Linked DNA regions of Mus musculus: region 2 is linked to region 1. The links are chromatin contacts, called in public Hi-C maps. All regions are on one chromosome and are shown on one strand. Each heading gives the region's core, a stretch centred on a gene start, on an enhancer-like site or on the middle of the called end of the contact. The rest is flanking DNA. Distances are from core to core; before and after follow the strand shown.

Region 1 (5,899 bases), core at 267-2,766:
AACGTTAAGTTTGTGCGTCCTATACAGGGATGGGGGAATCACTGTCCTGAGCAGCGAGCTCTAGACTCAGCCTGAGAGCACTACTCAGAAATAGCAGAGCATAATTGGTCTTCTGCGGAAAGGTTGCAGTGTAAGTGGAACTTGAAATGGCTTTACAAAACGGAACATGTAAGAAAAACAAAAAGAACAAAAACAAAAATCAGCATATGTCCTGGAAGAAGCTGGATATAAAAACCTGGTTCCCTTTGAATTAACGTGTTCCAAGTCTGGTAGCCCAGACCCCAGCAGGCTTGAAGTTTCTGACTGCGCAGCCGCTCTCCCAGTATCTGTCCCAGGACACACCAGTCCCAAACACGATGACACACCTGTCAGGGCTGCGAGGGAGGAAGTGCCTGCTCCAGGACATTCCTCCAATGTCCGCACTAGCACCACTCCACCTCTGCCCATTTGTCCAGTTGCGACCACCTTAGCTCAAAGGCGTAGTCCTCTGGAGTGGAATTCATTTCACCCCAAATCTGCGCTCCTGAAAAGTGAACTGAGCCTCCCACGCGGGGTTTCTGCCACCTATAAGTGGCCAGTCCCCAAGCCTAGCCTCTGGCCCTCGCCCCTTATCAACTTCTCTTTGCTTCAGCAAGGCTGATCAACCATTACTTTCTGCTCCAAAGTCCCTGGCGTAAAGTGAGACTTTGGGGAGCCTCGGTGAATGCGCTTCTCCCCCAGCGCGCTAGACCCAAGGGCTCCTTTTCATTAAGGCAATAAAGTTCAATTTGCCCGGCTCCTTCTATGCCAGAGGAGACTTTTCAATGCACCGAGTTCTCCGTCCCAGCGCGCTCAAAACATCCTGTTCATTCCAGCCCGGATCCTTGAAGGACATCAGTCTACATAAAGGGGACCTACTCCTCTCCTTTCAAAGTGCCCCAAACCTCGTGCGTGTGCGCGCGCACACTCATACCCACACTCTCTCACACACAATGCCATCCACGCGCTGTCAAAGTCTGTCACTGCCTAAGCCAGAAGGCAGGAGCTGAAGCCGCACCGGCGCGAGCATCAGCCTGGCCAGGCAGCAGAACTCGCTGTCTAGGTCCCAAACATCCTTGTCCGGATGCTCCGGCCACTAGGAGCTTGTAAGCACCCCAAGATTACAAGGCGGTCTGGAGAGCCGCACCTTACCCGCGGGACGCGCCGTCTCTGGCCGTTCTGCTGGCCCGCGGGCCACAGGGACGCTGCAGCCGGGGTCCCGAAGATGCTTATTCTCCGCTGCCGCTGCCCGGATCCCTGGCGCCAGCATCACTTCTCCCCCGCCTCCGCCTCCTCGTGCTCAGCTCGCGCGCCCGCCCCTCCCGGCGGCCTCCTGCAAGCCCCGCGGTGCTGGCAGCGCGCGGTGGACGGCGGCGGAGGCGGCAGCGGCGCCCGCGCGGGCTCGCTCAGCTGCACCAGCCGAGCAGCCGCGGCGGCAGCCGGAGCACCGGAGCCGGGTTGCGCTTCCCCGGCGACGGTTCTGGCCTCGGCGACTGACAACGCCCGGCAGCCAATCGCCGCCTCGCCCCGCGCGGCGGGGGGAGACCAATCAGAGCGGAAGGCCCAAGGTTTGCCTCCGCCTTTGCTCAGCAGGCTTGTTTCCGGGAGAGGATGCTGCTGGGGTGTGGGATGGAGGGGGAGGCAGGGCTGGGGCGACGGGTGGGGGACTTGGGCCCCGAAGCCCAAGCCCAAGACACAGGGAAGAAGCCCGGCCCACAAATGTGGACCCCGGGCGCTTTTTGTCTACCCTCGAAGAGCATCTTGGCATGACCCGACACTCCCGGGTAACTGTCCCCAGAGCCTTGGCACGGAGGTTCAGTGTCCTGGCATCACTATGCAGAGGTCTTGGGACCCGAGTAGAAGCGGCGCTACTGGAGAGCGAATCCCTGGAGGTGGTCGCCGCCTTGAAGGAAGCAAGCAAAGTCACCAGACAGCGCCCCCGTCCTTCTAGGTTTGGCAGCTGAAAAGTGGTACCTCCACTAGTGATCAGCCTGGAGATGTCCAAGGAAGGAGATACATTGAGGAACGTTTTTCAAAGTTCCTTGCAGAGTGGACCTTTCATGTTTGCTCTCCATAGAAACGTCAACCCCGCAGAACAACCACTACGGGAAAATAACCAAACAAAACCAAAGGAAACCAAACAGTGACTGTGTGAGCAGGCTAGTTAATTACCTAGCCCTTGCACGTTGGTTTTATTTACTCATATGGAGAGCATCAAGCCTAACTGATCCAAGAGGTTTTGCTTTAAGAGTTCGTGTGCGAATGTGACTGAACATTAAGTGACAATGTTTGATAGGAAACGGAAACAGAAACCTTTCTTGCCTGTCCTAATCTTTCCCTCAAACACTAATAATCTTTCCTTGTAGAGTATTTTAATTTTCCAGTGCAGTTATGCCAAAATCGCCATCAAAACAGCCCAGAGGACTACTTAAAAGCTTCCGCACTTAATTTCTAGAAACAAGGAAAACAAAATTAAAACTGTTTACACAAAGGCTTGTAGAAGAAAGGGACAGTCTCCAAATGACCCTTGTTCTCCAATGGAGACAGTAAAAGTCACCTCACAATGCTTTTTGTGAGTGTTTTTAAAAGAAAAAAATCATAGCTACATCATTTTCTGATAAAAATGACTTTGTTACTCGGTATGATCCTTTCTTTTTATTTCTATGCTGTTATTCATGTTGCTAGTTATTAAGGGGCTCGATTGTTTTTGCAATCAACACCACTCTTTTCTTCATTTACCTTTTTAGAAAGGAAGAGAGGGAGGGAGAGAGGGAGGGAAGGGAGAAAAATAAGAGAGAAGAAAGAGGGAGAGAGAGAGAGAGAGAGAGAGAGAGAGAGACAGACAGACAGACAGACAGACAGACAGACAGAGTGAGAATTATTATTTGATTTCCAGAACAAGCCATGCACAAACTTCTTGGACTTGTTACCATTTAGAAAAAGAAGATGCTCACTACGCAACAGACTTGCCTACTATTACCACGTTTTCAGTATAGAGAATATTCAGACCTTTGCTGTTTTCTGTGCCTTCCTCCTCTTCAGCCAGTTGACCCATCTTGCTAGGCCATCCCTTTCCAAACTGGCTGTGCTGACAGTAATCCCATTTCTTTACAGTTAAAAGCTGACATGTAGACCCTATTCCTTTGGTTTCTTTTTAATATGACGGTCTTGACATGGCTTCTCGTTTAAAATATATATATATATATATATATATATATATATATATATATATATATATATGTGTGTGTGTGTGTGTGTGTGTGTGTGTGTGTATAAACACATACATATATATACATGTATACACACATACACACATATATATATATATAGAGAGAGAGAGAGAGAGAGAGAAGTACATATATGTGTTCCTATTGCATAAAAAAAAAAAAACAGTATCTTCACAGACTATCCAAGGAACAAACCATGTAAGAAGGAAGCTCAGGAAAGAAAAGTAAACGTGTAATATATTCAAAAATGTGGAGGGAAGAGTTAATCTCTGAAAAAATAAACAGATCTTAAAGTTAGAAAGTCCAAAAGCAATAAGAAGCTGGTGAGAAAGCGCAGAAGGAAAATCGCATACCTCTAAGCCTGACCATCCCATCTCAACCCAGAGACCCACGTGTTAGGAGAGAACTCATCCTCTCTAGGGTACACTTCCACACCCACAACCCCACACATGAACACAGAAAATTAAAAGTACAAAAGTGCATTTGTTACAAAAGCAGTTACCATTTAGAAAAATCTCTAACAAAAAGGTAAGATTGAAGAGAACCTCAATTTTTTTAAAGGGATTTTTGGTGATAGAAAGAGGTAGGTGATTTAGGACCTTGCAAGCAGAAATGTACAGACAGCCCATGTAATTTTTATAAGTACTTTATATCTTACCAAATATGTGATTTTACAGTTTGTGTGTTATCTCATATTTTGTATCTTCTAGCCCTGTATAAGTTTTGCATAGCATAGTATTAGTGAATAAGTCAATCAAGTAATTCTGAACAAATGAAAGGCTTAAAGAGAATCAACAGCCAGGTGTACATAACACTAATATCTATCATTAGTGCTTTCTGCATTTAGCTTGGAATAAAACAAGAATTCAGAATTAACACTTGACAGGAAGAATTGTGAAAAATTTAAGATCGAGGAAGCCTTTTTATTTTAAGGATAAAGAAGAAAAAGAAAAGATAACATTCTACACAGCTAAAAATACTGTGTGTTTGGTGCTAGAATTCTCTGCACTTCTATGAGAACCAGCATAGGAGGCATAGAAAGGCCAATGTTTTTTGATTTTTAATGAATTGTTTATATTTAAATGAAAACTGTTTTAGGGCAATTTGTTTGTTTTTAGTTCCTAATTACATATGTCTGATTTTTTTCTCCCTGTTATTAAAGGAAGGTGTTTCTTTTTATTTAAAGGGATAAAGATTCACGTAATCAAAAAGTACGTCAAGAAATTATATATTAATTAATGCAGCCAATCTATCAGGGTCAGTTGGAATGAAAGCAAGAAACTAAACAAGGAGAGAAATCTGTCCACTTCTACCCCTGACTCTGTCAGTATGAATAATCTCAGGGCAGTCATTAAACCCCCACTCAGCAATCCTTATCTTAAAATAGAGATTAAAAACAAATCAAACTTGTGGCTGCCTCTCTCGGATTTGAAGCTTAACTTGTAATTAGGGCTACAAGTTATGAAAGGTTTCTGGGAAAGGCCATTGTGAAAAGGTAGAGAACATGGATTTAATAATGACATTACCCTCTCTCAAATGTGAAGTAATTTAATTCTCACTGTAGCTGTTCCTCATGGGTGGGAAATATCTATTTCGGCACATTATTGTACTGAGTTCTGAAGAGGCTCTTTTTGCCAAAGCTCTGATAGGTTGGTTATCAAGTACACTATGCTTTCTGTGCTGATGTTACTGGCAGGATTTTTCCTGTACTTTCTTCCCTGTGACATATTCAGTACAATTAGCATCTGAGCCTTTCACGTCTCCATCATTATAAAGGATAACACTTGTTTCATTATCTTTGAAAAATTATTCTTTTCATGAACTTATTTTCCCCAATCAATATAATTAATTACATGCTGCCAAGCATAAAGACCCTCATATTTAAAGCTAAAAATGCTTAGAACAATTGACATTACTTCAGATTATAAAATGATTACTAAACCATTTTTAGAAATAGGTGTTGGAACAGTGGAAAATGGACCGTATCAAATTGGGTTGTAAATTCTGACATAAGAACATACAGCTGGGCTAGAGGAAGATACTAGGGTTGTTGGGATGAAAGCCATATATATGTTCCTCAAAGAATGTAAAGAAAAAACTAAGACAAGAAAGATGTTTCTTGTATATTGGGCAACAGTTAAGTTATTTTAGATTCAATACTCTGAAATGCGGGTAGAGTCATGTACACTATATAATTGATTTGAATTAATATAAGATCTCTTAAAGTCTTGAATTATTGATGGTCTTTAACGGTGCTGCTATTAATAATATTAGACTTTTAATGAGTATTTGTTAATTTTATGGAAGTAAAGCTACTACTAAAATTTAAGCAAAGATATCCCTTTACACTATTAGATTATGCCGTTCAATTTTGATGATTCGAAAAGCAGCTATTTGCGGCTGACGAAAAGTCTCAGCAGGCAAAGACACCTGCCACCACATCTGACAACCTGCCATCAATCTCTTGGATCCATATGGTAGAAAGAGAGACCTGACTTAAGTTGTCCTCTGACCTAGACTCATGTGCCATGTCACACACATGCAGGCACACACACACACATACACACAGTGTGTACACAGGCCGGTTAAATAAAATGTAGTTAAAAATGTTACTTGATTGACTAAGAGAATTAAATCTCTTCTAACACACTCTT
Region 2 (5,424 bases), core at 292-2,791, 180 kb before region 1:
CTGTGTAAAGAAAGAAAGAAAGAAAGAAAATAAAACAAAACAAACAAACAAAGCAAACAAAATAAAATCACAGAATCTGGTAAAGCAAACCAGGATAAGGTAAAAGTATTGCTAAGGTACCACAATGTCTAACTTGCGATGAGGATGTTTTCTGCATATTTCATTATAATACCGCAGGTTGACAGCTCCTATTACTTAAGTGGAAGCTAAGAAAGCAGAGGAAACAGTGTTCAGATCTTATGAGTCTGAAGCTCTGTATACTAATGAATTCAGTCAGGGTTTGCATTGTGCCCTGCATCATTGAAACCACTAGCCTTTGTTGAATGATCACAAAGATAACAGACTGAAGACTCATCTACAGTGGCTTGAGTGTGGAAATGATTCTAAAAACAAACAAACAAACAACAACAAAAACAAAACCCAAGTAGGATAGACAACAGAGTATCTTCAACACCTTTAGGACAGACTTTGCTGGGAGCTATTTCAGAGCCAGAGTAGAAGAGATCTTGTAGACACTAAGCTATGCCCGTGATCTCTCCAAAGGAGCATACACTTGAGATGAAGGGAGGAATACTAAGCTCAAATTTCTCAAGAAAAGATTAAGATTAGAGTCGATGTTTAGATGCAACTAACTCTACGGAAAATGGAAACTCCGAATTATTTTTGGTTAATAAATTCGTCTAAATCAGGAGTCCTATTATGAAAGGTTATTTAAAAAACAGGGAAATGTGTGAAGTATTCAAAAGCATAATGTCTAGTGCTCGTCAATAGAACTCGCAGTTCTCTGTCTTATGCCAGCGTACTAAGGTTGATCAGTGTCAGCCCTGGAGCTTCTTGGTGATGCCAGTTGACTGTTCCTATGAGCAGGCTCCTAGGTATCACATGAAAAAAACTGTGACAGTCCTTCCTACTGTTGACTTACATCCGAAGTGTCGAGCTTACTGCTTTGCAAGGATTCTTGCTTTACCACGTCACCCTAATTCAAATGTGAAGATAGTATCTGCTGAGCACTGGCGTCAGAACCCACTTCACAGTAAAGATGATAATCATGAAAGCAAACATGTTATAACCAAACCCTGAGCATCTTAATGTTTCCCGGGACATTATCCATCTGTATGCAAGTTTCACTAACCTTCGAGGAACACAAAACTGAAGATAGGAGTCAGCTGTTACCTATGATGAAATCATTTGCTTTCTTCTGACAGTAGAGTCTCTTGTCTCACATAAGCCTTTCTCCACTCCTGGACACAGCAGTCCTTGACGTGGCTCTAACAGATCTATGAGGAAGAGAAAACACATAACAAACATGAACACTGTGCTGTGTGTTGTTCAGATTCTCTTTTTGACACTGAATAAATTTTCCACATATCTTATCAAGCTGCTGTACAAAAATTTGCATCTGGAGAACACTTAAAAAGCCCTTTTCTGCTGGGCTGTGATGCTTTATGCCTTTAATTCCAGTAGAGGCAGAATGATCTCTGAATTTGAGGACAATGTGGTCTACATTGTGATTTCCATGACATCCAGGGTACAGAGAAAAACCATGTCTTGGAAAACAAAACAAGAAGAACGACAAAATCTCTTTTCTTTCTTTACGTCATGTATGACCCAAGGATCATAATCACTTCTTAGGAATGTTTCACTCACTACATATGCATTTAGATTTAACTTGCCATTTTACTCATCTCTGAGGTGGACTAACACACTGTGGCACCTAAATTCTATTTCTTCTTTCCAACCTAATTTCTCTAGTGGAATCCCAAGCACTCTACCAATCTTGTAGCAATGTTAACCTGAGTGACTGGACCACTCTGTAAGACACTCTTCCATATTAAAACACATTCCATATGTCCATTTTTGGAACAACAACAACAACAAACACACAGACTGCTCTAATTCAATTCGATGAATCCATTATCCACAAGCTATTCTTGGAAAGTCTCTTAAGCTGCTTTGTGGAGTTCCTTAGTAATTCTAGCCAAACCCACCCTTTACAGCCTTAAATATTTATGTCATAAAAAATATGTTTTAAGGGAGACTTGCAGTGGAGCATATAATTTTGTAGCTCCAAAATCTCCCAACCTGTTATACTTACATAACCATTCCGAGTATTATGTGGATGCAAGGGAACATCAAAAGTGTAGCTATGCAGAAACTTGGAGATATAAGGATGCCCAGGTTGTTTCCAAATCTAAAACCATACCTGCTAGTCTGCTTGCTTTATCAAATGAGCTCTCTGTGAGAGCTTTTAGCATAGAGATATGAGTTTTGTGACTTTTTTCAAATGCTTCTTCTAAGGATAGATAGATAGATAGATAGATAGATAGATAGATAGATAGACAGACAGACATATACACATATACATACATACATACACACATACATACACACATACACACATACGGGACTCTTAACAGCAAGTGAGCAGAGACTCAGAAAAGGCATAACCAAAAATCCTCAGACCAATCCATACACACCATGCTCCCACTGAATGAAGCACATTCCCACTTTTACAGAATCAAAAACAGCAATTGTTTCTAAACCCAAACTTGGCTCATCCACTGAAGACCATTTTTGTTGTTTTGATGTTATTTTCTTACAACAGAATTTAGGCCTTTTATAACCTCAGGCAGTTTATATACAGCTGTCCAGGAGGCCAAAGTGGTGTTAAGCTACTTTCTTTCCTGTGAGCAAAAGCCAGCTGGGAAGACAGGTGCTGGCAATGTTGCTGCCATTGAGGGATACTCAGGGCACTCTAAACAAACAGCACCCTGTATACACTTTACAAGTCCAAGCTGGGACTGACAACATCTGACATATGAACCATATTGGAAAAGAGACTAATAGTCTAATAATAAATATATTTATCAGTCTAATACTTAAATAATAAGAATGACAGAATGGTCTAAACTTATATTAAACTCTTGCAGGTCAACACCATCCACTCCTCCACAACACTTTTAAATAAAGCCCCTTTGGGAACAAAACCCTTTTTAAAGAAAATGAAAACTTTCCATAGCCAGCTAGGATTACAAAATCTCTCAGGCCCTTTTGGGTTTTGAACCAATTTCTTTGACATTCTTGCTAAGAGGGAGGAGTCGTTGTAAGATTAAAAAGATGAAATAATATAATTATGTTAAAATTAAGTATGAACCATGTAATTAAATTACTAACTCCCCAATTCTTGGGATAGTATTTAATATCAAGAAGAAAAAAGGCAACATAATATTTGAAAGAATAAGTGAAGAAAGAATACACTAATAAAAAGTCTAGTTTAAAAATTAGCTTTTGGTAAGAAGTCTACTACTGAATAATAAGCTTTCTAAACTGAGTTAACTATTGCCTTCTTTCTGATCTCCGATTGCCCAAACTCTGGTCAGAAAATGTAGTATGTGTCTAACATTATTTTGGCAGGGTAGCTACTTGAAACTGCAAGAGATATGGCTCAGATGTTAAGAGTATTTATTGCTTTTGCAGAGGACCAGAGTTCCACCCCCAGTACCACAATGTGGCTCACCAAGCCTGTAACTTTCTATTGCCCTAGTTTTGTAGACAACACTCCAGTGTGAGCATACATATGAGCATTTGTTTACAACATGTGTGTATACAAACAAATGGAAAAGAGAAATAAATTAATAAAATAAAATAAAATAAAATAATTAAAATGGCCACTTGAATCCAAACTGCCTGAGATTCTAGACAACTTGGAATAAAACAGTCAATGTCAAAAGGTAATTTCTTTTTTCTTACTTGTTTGTGACAAGCTGAAAAAAAATCTCATATAAGTTTCACATATTTAATATTTAAGAAAAGTATGTAATTTGAAAAATATTGTTTACTAGAGAAGCAGATGTTGTAGTACAAGTCTGCAGTTAAGGAACAGAGGAATCTGAGACAGATGAATCAAGAGTTCAAGGTAAGCCTCAGCTAAAACACATATTCAAGGCCAGAGTGAGATGCAGAAGATGCTCTTTCAAATGAAAACAAATTTGATACACAATGAAAAGGCAAATGATTAGAAGAGAGATACTTAATGATTTAATGATTAACGGAATGCCTTTTTAGTATTTTCACATATATTTGCTTTTCTCCCAACTTCTATTTCTCATGTTCCTCAGTTTTTAACAATAAGCTATGTGTGTTTCCTGGTCATTCTTTGATACTCATATATTCATGTATATGGTCACTTGGAAAGGCTTTAAAGAAATTACGGTGTCGAGATTATAAAATGTGAGCAATCTTGCAAACATAGACACTTACAGCTTCTCGATCTCAAGCCACATGATATACATAATTATAGTAGAGACATCTTTAAATTTTCTTATGATTCTCACATGGTCACAGATTCCTTCTCTGGTAAGCCCCAAAGGCACCACATCTTGACTTTCAGGCTTCAGGACTAATCTCTAATAATACAAGCATTTCCCATATGACCTTTGAGCAAATTTTAAGGAAGGCAAATGAGATAAACTCATTAAATATTAAAATCTGAGTAAAAGAACTCAAACATTTTAGAAACAGAAACAACGATCTCCATTGTGTAAATGTACCACATTTTCTTAGGCATTCCTCTTTTGAAGGGCATCTGGGTTGTTTCCAGCTTCTGGCTATTATAAATAAGGCTGCTATGAACATAGTAGAGCATGTGTCCTTGATATATGTTGGAACACCTTTTGGGTATATTCCTAGGAATTGTATAGCTGGGTCCTCAGGTAGTACTATGTCCAATTTTCTGAGGAACTGCCAGATTGATTTCCAGGGTTATTGTACCAGTTTGTGATCCCACCAGCAATGGAGAAATGTTCCTCTTTCTCCAAATCAGCATCTGCTGTCTCCTGAGTTTTTGATCTTAGTCATTCTGACTGGTGTGAGGTGGAATATCAGGGTTGTTTTGATTTGCATTTCCCTGATGACTAAGGGTGTTGAACATTTCTTTAGGTTCTTCTTGACTAATCCAGTTTACTCAGTTGAGAATTCCATGTTTAGCTCTGTGCCCCATTTTGTAAATATTGCTATTTGGTTCTCTGGAATGTAATTTCTTTTTTATATTGGCTATTAGCCCTCTATCAGATGTAGCATTGGTAAAGATCTTTTCCCAATCTGTAGGTTGTCATTTTGTCCTATTGTTACTGTCCTTTGTCTTACAGAAGCTTTGCAATTTTATGAGCTCCCATTTGTCAATTCTTGATCTTAGAGCACAAGCCGTTGGCGTTCTGTTCAAGAACTTTCTGCCTATGCCCATGTATTTGAGTCTCTTCCCCACCTTTTCTTTTAAGAACAATGAATTCATGAAATTTTTAGGCAAATGGGTAGAACTAGAAAATATCATCCTGAGTAAAGTAACCCAATTATAAAAGAACACATATGGTATACACTCACTAATAAGGGGATATTAGCCCAAAAGCTCAGAATATCTAAGATCCA

The links. A called contact is a pair of places that touch in the nucleus more often than the background predicts.
Region 2: a Hi-C map of the N1E-115 cell line shows a contact between it and region 1, with 6 times the contacts expected there. The contact joins the enhancer-like site here to the promoter of B3galt1 in region 1. A contact is called at or near these places in 4 of 484 Hi-C or Micro-C datasets (the N1E-115 cell line, cerebral cortex and forebrain), 3 of 115 datasets of contacts at active chromatin or transcription factors (the 230-238 cell line and neural progenitor cells) and 3 of 9 other capture datasets (adipose tissue, liver and pancreatic islet).

What each region holds. Positions count from the first base shown.
Region 1 is chr2:67,561,306-67,567,204 of GRCm38.p6, reverse strand. It overlaps B3galt1 (UDP-Gal:betaGlcNAc beta 1,3-galactosyltransferase, polypeptide 1), which reads right to left and starts at 1,516. Exons shown (of 6, transcript NM_001379327.1): 1 at 1,171-1,516.
Region 2 is chr2:67,744,013-67,749,436 of GRCm38.p6, reverse strand. B3galt1 (UDP-Gal:betaGlcNAc beta 1,3-galactosyltransferase, polypeptide 1) reads right to left here. Exons shown (of 6, transcript NM_001379327.1): 2 at 1,133-1,277. Among named protein-coding and RNA genes, the nearest start is that of Mir6335, 34 kb to the left of the region's middle. Within about 2 kb of position 1,541, at least 2 of the 459 cell types and tissues checked have an H3K27ac peak or open chromatin away from gene starts, as enhancers often do. A contact at or near this core is called in the N1E-115 cell line, where this site is marked.